Linked DNA regions of Sus scrofa: all the other regions are linked to region 3. Evidence: chromatin contacts called from public HiChIP or PLAC-seq and promoter capture Hi-C data. All regions are on one chromosome and are shown on one strand. Each heading gives the region's core, a stretch centred on a gene start, on an enhancer-like site or on the middle of the called end of the contact. The rest is flanking DNA. Distances are from core to core; before and after follow the strand shown.

The links. Promoter capture Hi-C pulls out the DNA fragments that hold promoters and counts their contacts. HiChIP or PLAC-seq counts read pairs in DNA pulled down with a chosen protein or histone mark.
Region 1: a promoter capture Hi-C map of liver shows a contact between it and region 3, with 3 times the contacts expected there. The contact joins the promoter of AFG3L2 here to the promoter of CEP192 in region 3. A contact is called at or near these places in 2 of 5 promoter capture datasets (fetal liver and liver) and 1 of 2 datasets of contacts at active chromatin or transcription factors (alveolar macrophages).
Region 2: an H3K27ac HiChIP or PLAC-seq map of alveolar macrophages shows a contact between it and region 3. The contact joins the promoter of FAM210A here to the promoter of CEP192 in region 3. A contact is called at or near these places in 2 of 5 promoter capture datasets (fetal liver and liver), 4 of 47 Hi-C or Micro-C datasets (heart right ventricle, liver and skeletal muscle) and 1 of 2 datasets of contacts at active chromatin or transcription factors (alveolar macrophages).

What each region holds. Positions count from the first base shown.
Region 1 is chr6:97,199,245-97,203,295 of Sscrofa11.1, forward strand. It overlaps AFG3L2 (AFG3-like protein 2), which reads left to right and starts at 1,646. Exons shown (of 19, transcript XM_021096024.1): 1 at 1,646-1,914. The coding sequence starts at 1,798. PRELID3A (PRELI domain containing protein 3A) reads right to left here and starts at 1,548. Exons shown (of 10, transcript XR_002344989.1): 1 at 1,325-1,548.
Region 2 is chr6:96,361,031-96,365,124 of Sscrofa11.1, forward strand. FAM210A (protein FAM210A) reads left to right here and starts at 2,410. Exons shown (of 5, transcript XM_021096018.1): 1 at 2,410-2,524. It overlaps RNMT (mRNA cap guanine-N7 methyltransferase), which reads right to left and starts at 1,784. Exons shown (of 12, transcript XM_021096015.1): 1 at 1,404-1,784.
Region 3 is chr6:96,732,439-96,736,797 of Sscrofa11.1, forward strand. CEP192 (centrosomal protein of 192 kDa) reads right to left here and starts at 1,362. Exons shown (of 54, transcript XM_021096019.1): 1 at 1,093-1,362. The coding sequence starts at 1,203.

The DNA.
Region 1 (4,051 bases), core at 396-2,895, 470 kb after region 3:
TGGTGATGGATAATGGTCTGACCTTGGGCTACCTCCTAGCTGAGCAGGGAGCGGTACTGCCATAATTAAGAAAACATGTTGCACCTGTATTAACACCACTGGCCAGGTGGAAGAAGACATACAAAAGATACATGAACAGGCTTAATGGCTTCACGGTTTTTTGCGAAAGGTAACCCCAGCGTTGACTCCACACTGACCAAGTCAGAGAAGTATTACCAAACATAATCTGGTTTCTACCTCTACTTGGACCTCTGACACAATAATACTTGTACTGATTTTTGCTCTCTGCCTTTTAAACCTGCTTTTTAAGCTTGTTTCTTCTAGATTACAACAGTTTCACCTGTAGATAATGGTAGGCCAGGGATTTCAACCCGTCCCGCCATGAAGATGGGCATTATCAACATCCACTGGACAGGGCTGCAACCTCCTAATATTCACTACTCTCCATCTCTGCCACTGTCAGTGACCCCAAGACCCTGATCTCTGACAGATGGCAAGATGGTCTGGACCCCACACGCAGTTGTCCACACATAGGGACAAAGCCCCTGCTCCATCTTAAAGCCGCTACAGAAAACAGACCACGGACTCTTTGATTTTTTAAAAAATTTAAGGGTCCAGACTCCTTGGGGAAGGGGGAAATGTTAAAGCAGGCAGTTAGCCAGAAATGAGGAGAGAAGGGAGGCATGAGCATGTGAGGAAACCTACATCCTGCTCCCAAAGGGTCCCAGAGACAAAGAAAGGCGGGAAGTAGAGAAGTAACATTTGCTCGCTATGCCCTCATTACAACAGAATTAACCAGAACAGTGCCCACCAAGCACCCGACGCCCAGGCAGAGCGGAGAAACCAAAAGGCGAATGCCTGCTGTGGAGCAGCTCATTAAGAATTCCGAAGTTGCGGCAGGTGTGAGGGTTCGTTCCCGGGACAGGCAACTTCCATAGCCACAGGAAAAAAGGAAAAAGAAAAAAAGACCAAAAATGGAGCAAAACTCCCCCGCCCCAGGGAGGCGCATAAGGGAAGCAAGATCCAGAGACGTTCCCGCGCCATCCCCGCGCCCTCAGAACCCGCCTGGCCGGCGCTCTCCCGCTGTGCCCCGGAGGTGATGAGGACCCGGCCTCTGGCCAGGCGGGTCATCCCGCCGCCGCCCAGACGCGTCCCCCAGTCTGCTCTAGCCCTCCGCCCCTGCCCTCGGCAGGCGCACCTGTCCTGTCCAGGAAGGGTCATCGTCCAGAAACGGACCGCACAGCTGACAGAGCCGACCGCGGTGCTGCTGCGGAGAAGGCGCCACTGAACACACCCTCAAGAACACACTCCATGAGGGTCTTACCTAGAGAGAGACGCCCAAAGGGTCCAGGACGCCTCACCTGAAGGAAGGGGCCACCTGTGGGGGCCTCAGCAGCCTCTGCGAGCCTCGGGGCTCCAGCGCGCGCGGCGTTACTGCAAGTGTCCCACCTGCCCCAGGCTCCGCCCTTAGGCCCCGCCTCCAGCTCCGCCCGCTGCGCTGCACGGGCCCTCCGCCCTTTTTCCTTTAGGCCCCGCCTCCTTCCCCGCCCACCACCGTCTGAGCACCTCCTTTAGACCCCGCCTCCGGCCTGTCCCGGACGCTGCGGGGGTGGAGCCACGGCCCTGGGCCCTAGAGCACGCCGCGGTACGGCTGACGTCAGCGCGCCGGGGCCCGAAAGGACGTCAGGAGAGTGTGGGGTCGCGGGCGAACCCTCCCGTGGCCTCCGTTCGGATCCTGACGGGCCATCGAGGCTGCTTTCCAGTCCGCGCCTGGGCCCGAGAGGCGCGCCGGCGGCCATGGCGCACCGCTGCCTGCTGCTGTGGGGCCGCGGTGCTTGCCGGCCCCGCGGGCTGCCCCCGCCGCTCGTGCCTGGCGGCCGCGCGGGACCCACCGAACGGCTCTGCCTGCAGACGGTGAGTTCCGCGCCCCCGGTCCGCTTCCGGCCCGCAACCCGCTTCCGGCCCGGCGCCGGGCGTCAAGGTCACCGGGCCCGGGTGGAGAAGGGCCTCGGAGCGGCGGGTCCGCTCTGGGCCCGGGAGGCCGGTGAAACAGAGCGTGTGGGAGCCGGTCCCGCCGGAGCCCTGCGCCCCGGGGGGTGTGTCCGTCACTGCAGCCTGCGGTTGGCGCCCGGAGGACCCCAATGCCTAGTAATGGGTCATTAACGGTGTCCCCTCTGTCACCGCGAGGCCCTAGCCTCCGTGCAGGGCTGTCCGGCGGTGCAGCCCACGTCGGCTGTGCCCGTGGCGAATCTCGCCTCGCGCAGGCTGACCCCGACCGCATACGGAGGCGCGGGGGCTGGTGGGCAGGACCCTAGCCGGGGGCTTACTCTCCATTTGCCCTTGAGGAAGTGTTTGCAGCCTCTCCACTTTTAAAAAGGCGGTGATAGCACCTGCATTCCTGACGTTTCCTCCTCGGAGCCTCCTTATCCCCTCTTTCCTACTCTGAGTTGCCATGCTCTAGGCCTTTTCCCGTTTATTGCATTGCGTCCATTTCTTTGCCTTTCCTTGCTCTAATCCCTCCTAGTGACTATTGACATGCAGTAAGCAGGTAGGGATCTGCCTTGTGAGTTTGAAATTTTTATGGAGGAATCTTACCTAAAAGTCCTTTCTTTCGAATGGCACCTAGTGTCGGTGAATCGGTGCTGAGGTGTAAGGAAGTCTCTTGTAGGCCCCAGACACATATTCCCTGGTACTTCCCTGAAAATGTGGATGGGGACACCAGGGCATTACTCTGCTACCTACAAGGGACTCTGAGAAGACGCATTTTCCTTTAGGTTTGTGCGGCTGGTAAAAGTGTTTTTCCAGTGAGGTTCCTTGGGAAAAGAATTTGATGTGTGAGGTATCTGTTCTTAGGTGTAATTCTCAGAGGAGTAAAACCGAAGATAAAGCAACTAAAAAGTACTCATATGGTCAAACAGAAAAGCCAGTTCTCCAAATCGAGGTGCTCTAAATTTAAAGTTAATTTCTTTTATATGTATTATTCTTTGAATGATTTTAGCATAGAGAGCTGAGGGAAAAAATTTCTTTGGTGGTTCTCTCAGCATTAAATTCAGGGATTACTGCTAGAGGTATAAGGGGACTTGTTAGTCAACAAACTAATACTGTTGATGGAGTACATACCATGTACCCAGTTCTGTACTTTATTGTAACACAGAAACTGCTTAATGTGGTGACAGTAAAGAGCACTTACTCTCAAATAGCTTTCAGAATAATTGGAAATGAGAATCTAAATCTAGTTATCGCCATGCAGTTTTAATAGTGCTTTTACATATGTCATTGCACTTGGTCCTCACACTAGTAACCCTGGGAACTAGATCTTTTCTCCCATTGCAGATGCATAAAGTTCTGACACTGTTTGGCTGGTGAACTATAGATCCTTCAAATCTCAGGCTAGGTGTCACTTTGCTTGTGACATTCCTAGGTCTCTTAAACATAACCACGTGCTTCTCTGTGCTGCCTCTGTTCCTTCTCCTTCCAGGTTTTGTACCATTGCACCTGTGGTTCCATCCTGGACTGGATTTGTTCCCAGGACTCTTCCTTATTTGTCTGAGTTTCTTTCTTTTTCTTTCCTTTTTTTTTTTTTTTTTTTTTTTTGCTTTTTAGGACCACTCCCACAGCATATGGAGGTTCCAAGGCTAGCGGTCCAGCCGGAGCTGTAGCTACCGGCCTATGCTGCAGCCACAGCAACTCGGGATCCAAGCCACATCTGTGACCTACACCCCAGCTCACAGCAACACCGAATCCTTAACCCACTGAGCGAAGCCAGGAATCAAACCCGCAACCTCATGGATCCTAGTTGGGTTTGTTAACTGCTAAGCCATGAAGGGAACTTCCTCGCTGGTTCTGGTCCCCCTGTGGACTCCCCACTGCTTGGCAGCACCTGGCCTAGACCCGACATTCAGTAACTTGTTTTCCTGTCCAGCTTGGGTAATGGTTCATTTTAATCCACACCCTTAATGGATTTGACATTGGAAGATATTTTTTCACATGTGGCACACTCCTGTCCATTATCAGTCGTTATTTCATAGGCTGAATATTCCCAGGCTTCGGA
Region 2 (4,094 bases), core at 1,160-3,659, 370 kb before region 3:
CCTTAACCTGCTGTGCCACAGTGGGAACTCCAGGAAATATATTTTATTTACTTATTATTATTAAAATATAGTTGATTCACAATGTTTTGTCAAGTTCTGTTGTACAGCAAAGTGACCCAATCAAACACATTTCCCTGTGCCCATCCATTCCAAATATAACATTTTGCATCCAAAAAAAGAGATTCATACTGCAATCTGACATCTGAAAGGTATCACATACACAGCTTAAGAAGAGCACAGTTTTAACCGAGTAGATTGTATCACATTCCTTTAAATGACATCAGAACCTGGTGAGGCTGAGATTTTGCTGGCACCACAGAAAATCAACACAAAGAACAAGAAAAGTCTGAGAACCTACAGCTGACTGCTAAAATACTTATTTCATAATGGGAGTCAGAATGAGATTAGAAATCCAAGAAAGCAGAATGGCTGGACAAAAAGTTTCAAGACTCAGCCAGCAACTTAAGGACCATTAGTCTTTTTCAAATGTATTTAGGCCTATGTGTGAAATGGGAGTTGGAGAGAAATAAGTGAACTATTTACTGGATAAGAACTTAATAAGTACTTCAACAAGTTTAGTTAACTCCTACTACAGAAAAGCTCAATAAGGCACTGTGAGTGAGTCTTCAGAAAGTTTACAGCTTATATATACCACTATTAAAACGTTAGGCTGTATTATTAAAACCAAGTGGAGAAGAGAAAGCAAAAGTCCAAAACTCAGTAAGATTCAGCAAATTCAGAACTTAAAAGTTACAAAGAGAGAGACAAAGTCTTCTGAGTATTTCTTCTCTCTAGAGCAGAAATAGTCACTTAACGAAATGGGTAAAAAATCACTCTAAATCAGTAAGGGTTTCAAAGGATATTAGCTTTTACTACCCAAGGTTTGAGGTAACAAAATACCAAGACGTGCCAAAACTGGAAGAACTGAAACAGAGAAAAAGAATTACCCATAAATGTAATTTTCTGAATAACTACTTAAAATGATTATCTAATAAAACTGCCCACCAAATTATCAAGTCCCTAGCTCTCCTCCTTGCTAATTACTTCCTAATAAGAAGTAGAAGCCGGTTTTAATTCCAAATAAATCAAAGCAATTTATTATCTTTAGCTATAATTAGTTTTAACTGTAAATGTAAAGCCTAAATTCAGTATTGGGAATGTAAGTTAAATTTATTTATATTTATCTGTGATATTTCCACAGATGAGATGCCCTAAAGACCATTCAGTCAGAATAAACAGCACAGAATTTCAAACGACCCCAGAAATGGGTACGAATGTTTGGACCCAACATCCCAGTGGAATAATGATTAAGCTCCCGACGCAAGAGGACTGCCCTTCGGAACCCTGGAAGAAAGACTCGGGTAAAGAGTCGATAGACACAGCCGTGGATGCGCATCAACGACCTGCCTGGCATCTCCGTGACCTGCGCAGCAGTCACCCCCGAAGTTGCCCGGGGACGACGGGCCAGGAGCTCGAGCTCCAGCAGGTGAGCTCCATGTCTGAACTGCCAGCCAGCCAGCCAGGTCTCCTCAGGCCCAAGGACGCACAGAGCCGCCCGGGGCGGCCCGGCTCGGGTTCCAGCCCTCCGCGCAGGCCAGGCGGCTGGCCGCTCCGGCTCCGACAGCCTGGCAGTCCTGAAGCCGCTCTCGGGTCTCTCCGACCTGGGCGCGCTCCGCGCCAAGGGGTACCGGTGTCCGCCGAACAGCCCGGCCAGCAGTCAGAGCTCCCCTTCCACCCGGCGGCCGCCACACACAAAGGGTACGGACCCAGCGCCGGAGCCACACACTCACCGTCTAGCCATCCACGACTCTGTTTGCGGAAGAGGCGTCTCGCCACGCGCGCGCTGTGACGTCACTACCGGGCAGCACGGGATCACGTGGCCCGGAAGCCCGAGTCCCGGCATGCCGCGCGCCGCGAGCTGAAGGCGCCGGCACTTGGGGGCGTGAGCGCGTGGTTGGCGGGGTCGCGTGGGGCGGGCGGGAGGCGTGGTCGCCTGAGCCCGAGGCTTCTGGCGCGCGGACCCCACGCTCTGCTGGCGGCTCTGTGGGGCGACACGGCGGGAACTCGGAGTGGTTCGCCTGGACTCTGCTGCGGGGAGCGGCGGCGGTCTCAAGTCCTGAGGTAGCCCGGGCCTCTGAGGGCGGAGTTGGGCAGTCCTCAGGGCCGCTTCAGCGTGGTGCCCAGCGGGGAGCGGCCGGGGCGGGGACCTGGGGAGGACAGAGGGCACCCCGCCCTTCGCTGTGGGCCGGTGTCCTGCAAGCCCTGTGGGACGGTTTTCCAGCCTCAGCTCTGCCACCTTCACCCTTTGCTCTGCCCTTCCTCGCTCGCCGGCTGGGAGGGGCCTGGGAGCCCGGGCGTTTGGACTTGGCTTCGGGAAAGCTTAGCGTCCTGCTGCTTCTTGGGGACCGCAGGTCACTCCCTACCGCTGCGTTCTGGAGGGCCAGATCTCTCTCGAGAGGGCGCTTCTTATCTGTCAGACTTGGGAGGAAGGAGCAGCCCATAGCTGTCTTCGAAAATCGGCTCCGTGGTGGTATCTGTGTAGGCTGGATTTGGGGACGGGATGGGTGGGGGAGTCAACACACTTTTTTGGCCCATTCGCTGTAATTTCCGCTAGACAGTTGGAGGTCCTGCGGCACTGAAGCTCCGTACTTCAGGGTTTAGCACCCCATGCTAGGTCGAAACTGTGCCTGTGGACTAAGATTGTTGATGGATTGTGCCGCAGCGCCTCCCACCTGAAGGGTGTAAAAAGTGATCAGAAATACGCTTTCAGTTCTTGTTTACCAAAATTGATCTCTTTAAAAGCAGCTTCGGAAGTGGGTTTACTAGCCTACATAGTTGTCGGTAGGCACCCTTATATTAACAAGTAGACCTCGCTTTGGGGAAAACAACGTTTGCAGTGTATACTTCGCTTCTAAATTGTGGGCAATAACCTTTTTGAGGTTGTTGATCCCTTATACACTTTGGACCAAGAATGAAGCCTATTTTTAATAAACGAGGATAAGCCATCAATTTCAGATGACTGTACTTTTTTTTAATGCAGTGATCGAAATTGAGAATTAATTTTGTTATTACAGATAACTGCAAAGGTATAGATAGATCCTAGTGACTGAGCGTGCTATTTACATATACATGCGTTTAGAACTAGGTAATTACATAGCCACATTTGTTGGTTCTGATGCTAAAGTTTCTTAAGATAATTGCTGTTGTAATTTTATGGAAAATAAGTAATTTTGACCTTTTAAGAAATTTTCTCATTAGATTAAAAGCGTTTTAACTCTATGTTTATACAAGCTCTAACCATGAATTGATGTTGTGCATGATCTATATGGAGATAACATTTTGTAACTTTTATATACAAGTTAACCTAGAAGTCAAGTAAATTCAGCTGAGACTATTACCCAACTCTCAGCAAGCCAAACGCTGAGATGCCCAGGTTTGCAGCATAGAGAGGGTTTATTCACAGGGCAGCCAAATGAGATGGGAGAACTAGTCTCAGATCCCTGTACCCTAAGGCAAAGGGCTCAAGGTACTTCGGGGATAAAGAACAAAAGAAGCAGGCCTTGGGGTATTTATGGGGTAAAGAATAAAGAAGCTGGGCCTTGGGGTCAGTATGGGATAAAGAATGGAGTGTAGTCTGAGGTGGGAGGAGTGTGGTGAATAAGCATTTGGAAAAGAGTGTAAGGTAGGTTACAGATGAAATGGATTTCCATGAGGTTTCAGGAATAGGGGATGAACTCTTGAAGGCAGTAGTGAAGGAGTAAATGGGCTAGATAAAAGTTTTTAAAGGTACCTTTGATGTTATTTTTTTTCTCCCACTATTGCCTTAGTAACTGGTTTTCTGTAAATTTAATTAAAATAATAATAGTTGATATTCTAGTACCTCCGTGTACCAAATTAAGTACACATTGTAACTCCTTTAATTTACATAGTCCAGTGGGATAGTTGTTGTGATTATTTTTGTTTTATAAACGAGGGATCAGTAACTTGGCCAAGGTCATACAGCTGGGGAGTACTGGGGTAGGATTTGGACTCAAGCAGTTTGGCTCCAGACTTTATGCTTATAATGAAACAGTGCCTGCCAGAAGATGAGACTC
Region 3 (4,359 bases), core at 112-2,611:
TAACTTAAATATTTCCTTTACAGGAAAGCAATCATGATACATGCTACATGTATAAACTTCAAAACATTATGCTAAGTGAAATCAGGCAGTCACAAAAAAGATAAATATTTTAAGATTCCACTTATAGGAGTCCCCAGAGGAGTCAAATTCAGAGACAAAAAGCAGATAGGTGGGTGCCAAGGGCAGGGGGACTTTTGAGTGAATGTTTAATGGGCACAGTGCCAAATCAAAAGGTTCTGGAGATGGATGATGGTGACGGTAGCACAAAGATATGAACGTACTTAATACCACTGGACTGTATACTTAAAAGTGGTTGAGAATTTTGTTATATGTACTCACTACAACAAAACAACAAAAATTTGAACTGCACTGATGATGCCCGACATGGACGATAATAACACAATACTCTTCTACGTCGGTTGTAATACAAGCCCAACAAGGCAATCTACAGATTATTCTCAAAAGCTTTTAAAAGATGCACTCATTTCTCTACTGGAATGTGCCTAAGGCAATCACCGGAGAAATACAACAAGCTAAGTTAATGATGATTTTCACTGCAACACTGCTGGCGCACAAAGCTACTAGAAGACCGAGTACTCAGCGGGTAAGGAAACCTGTTCTGTTAACAGACATTAACGCTATACCCAAACGGAGGGCGGAGGGCCAGCCCCTCGCAAGCCAACTCGACAGCCGGAGGAGCGAGCTCTCACCGCGCGGCCTGTCTGCGGAAGGGCGGGGACGCCGCGAGGACAAACCCAAACGGCGCGGATGGCGACTCTGGGACCCAGGGCCCGGGTACGGGCCAGCCACAGCGCTCCCACCGAGAAGGGCTGACCCGCGCGCCCGGCGTCCCCCACGCGGGGGCGCGCACGCCGCCGTGATGCGTACAAGCACGCGCCCCCTGCGGCCTCGGGCGACGGTGATCCCACAATACCCGGGGGGAAGACAGAGGCTGCCCACCGGCCGACCTCCAGGCCTCGTGCCCAGGAGTACGCCTCACATCGGGAGGACCGAACTCTCCACGCGCCTCTCCGCTCCAATGGCGGGCCCCGCACGCTCCTGCCCCACTTCCGGGCTCGGCCCCGCGCGCACCTTGACGCTCTGGTCGCTGGAGCAGGTGGCCATCCGCCGCCCATGGAAGTCGAAAGACACATCGTGGATGAGATCCTTGTGGTCCGCCGCGATGCTGCGCGCCACAAACATGGCTGCGGCAGGCTCCTCCCGCCTCCGAGAGGGAGGCGCGGCTGCGCGCGGACCGCAGCCCACTGGGACCAGGGGCCAGGGCGCGCGCAGCGGTGCTTCCCGCGTGCTGCTTGCGCGCCCCGGGCTGCGCGGCGCCCCACCCCCGGCCCGTCATTCCCTGCGAGGCCCCGCCCCAGCCCGTCATACCCGAGGGGTCCCACCCCTACCCTATCACACCCTGCGAGGGCCCGCCTCGGCCCGTCATACCCCGCGAGCTCCGCCCCCAGCCATCCATACCCGGCGAGGCCACGCCCCCCAACCCCTTATATACCCCGCGAGGCCCCGCCCCAGTCCGTGAGACTCCCTTCCAGGCCCCGCCCCCCAGCCTCATAATCCTCAGACCTTCCCTGCCCCGGCCCTCCCTACCCCGCGAGGCCACACACCCGCCCCGCCTGTTACACTCCGCGGGCCCCGCCCCATGTCCGTCAAACCCCTGGGGGCCCGCCCCACCCCTCCCCCCGGCCGTCAAGCCCCGTGAGGGCACGCCCTGCCCACCATAACTCCGTGTGCCCCCGCGCTCAGCCCAACAGAGCCCCGTAAGGCCACGCCCCAGTCCTTCGTACCCCAAGAGATCCAGCCCAAGGTCGAGCAACCCTACGAGGCCCGCCCCGCCTCGGCTCCGCCTATTCCGCGAGGCCACGCCCTAGGCCGTTACGCTTCGCTGTCACGCCCCGGGCTCGTCACAATCAGCGGGACCCTCCTGAGCCTGTCCTTCCCCTCGGAGGCCTCACTCTTCCCCGCCCTTTGAGCTCACGGGGTCCCTTGGCCTCTTGGGACTCCCGCCACCATCTGAAGAAAGTTAACTGACTGTCGATGTGTAGAAATTGGGGAGGATGCAAAGGTTAAGACTGCTGTCAGCAGGCCTCTGTCCTGACTCAATATCCTCTGCCCCTGTTCGCTGACGCGGTGCTTGGAGCGGGTCAGGGGGGTGCACACCAGAGTGGGCAGCGCAGACGGGCGTGCGTCTGGCTGCGGCAGGGAGGCCGGACTGCTGTCTGGGAGATGCCCCCACCGGGAGGTGGGGAATGCTTGGTCTTGCTGGAAGTGCCTTCACGTGCCTGCCCCCCACCACTAAAAATGGTCAGTTTCTATTGGCGTTTCAAGAGGCAAAGCCCCAAATCCCTGAGTTGCAGGTATGAGTACTAAGAACTATTATAACTTATAAGTTCAAAGGCACTCATTTCCAAAGAAAGTACTGTCTATGAAAGTCCTATGGATTTACAGGAGCTTGTTAACTGAAGTTTAGCACTTGCCATCAGCCTCTATTGCAGCTGCCCACCCACAGTACCCCCTGACCTAAGCTCAGGGTGGAGACCAGGACTGAGGCTTCTGCGCTCTGGGAAAAGTGGATGAACAGATCTTCAGACTATTAGATATTTTTAGGGGAAGGTTTTATGAGCCCAATTATTGCATCTTCTCATATCTAGAAAAACACTGAAATTCATTCATGATGACTAATGTCTGTGACTAGTAGTAACCTTCACAAGACCAGCAGCAAACTTCTGTAAAATGTGTGCAAGGCTACATGCACCTCCCCCTTCACCTGTATGACATGTCTTGATATTCCTCCTTTCCTCTTTGGAAAGTTAGTGGACAAAACAAAAGATGTCATCTGTGAGAACAGCTACTGCCAAGGGTGGGCCAGTCAGCCCTGAGGGAACTCAGGAAACCATATCAACAGAGTGATTACACAAAGACCTTTATGGCTTCCCACAAAAACTGGTTTTCCATAAATCATCTTCTGTAAATCTGGTTATCCGTAAATCTTTCGTTCTTATTACCTCCTGTTTGTTGCAAAAACTCATATATCCTAGCTTCCTCCCTCACCTCAGAGCAGTTTCTCAGGGCTACCTAAGAAGTTTGTCCTGGACTTAAGTCCTAATCTCGCCCCAAATAAAACTTAACTTTCGGAGTTCCTGTCATGGCTCAGTGATTAACGAATCCAACTAGGAAGCCTCACTCAGTGGGTTAAGGATCCGTGGTTGCCGTGAGCTGTGGTGTAGGTCGAAGACGCGGCTCAGATCCCACGTTGCTGTGGCTCTGGTGTAGGCCGGTGGCTACAGCCCTAGCCTGGGAACCTCCATATGCCGCAGGTACAGCCCTAGAAAAGACAAAAAACAAAAACAAAAAAACGAAAAACTTAACTCTCAACATTCAGGTTGTGTTTCTGTGTGTCTACAAGCTCCAAACCTTAAGAAGAAATTACAGGTTTTGAGACAGTAAGTAGATCAATGGAGGTCAGAGATTATATGGGTGGAAGCTTGAATAGAAGGATTTTTTTTAAAGAGATTATTTTTTAGAGCAATTTTTTTTTCTTTTTTTTATACAGCAAATTTGTGTGTGTGTGTCCTTTTGCCTTTTCTAGGGCCTCACCCATGGCATATGGAGGTTCCCAGGCTAGGGGTCTAATCGGAGCTGTAGCCACCAGCCTACACCAGAGCCACAGCAACTTGGGATCTGAGCCGCGTCTGCGACCCACAGCACAGGTCACCGCAACGGCAACGCCGGATCGTTAACCCACTGAGCAAGGCCAGGGATTAAACCCCCGCAACCTCATGGCTCCTAGTCAGATTCGTTAACCACTGAGCCATGACGGGAACTTCTTTATAGAGCAATTTTTTAAAAGAGTGTGGAATAACGGTGGAAGGCAAATAAAGTAGGATCAGGCTGAATTTATTGTATGAACCTGAAGCAGAAGATAAATGCGCTCCAGGATAGACACATAACAACTAGCCTCTTGTTTTCACATTTACAACCAGCCACCTGTCTATGTTTCAAGATAGAAATACAATAGGCACAAGGCAAATAACTTCTGTGAACTTGTTAAACAATGGTAATGACAGGATCAAAAGAGGGGCTGAGCCCTCTTGGACAAAAGAACAAAGAGGTCAGGTACTCCCCATCCTCAGGATCAAGGACACCCCAACTACACATGCGCAGAGACCCCCCTCTGGGTCAGAGAGGGAGGGGGTGCCAGGCCATAATAAGTCTAAATAACCTACCCACCCTGCTCTGCTTTGGAATCCACCTTGGCCAAAAGATCAGATCAGGGAGGGCCCTGGGTCTGGTCAGGTGTGAAAGATAAAGCAAGATAATTAGCTAAAGGAAGACAGAGCA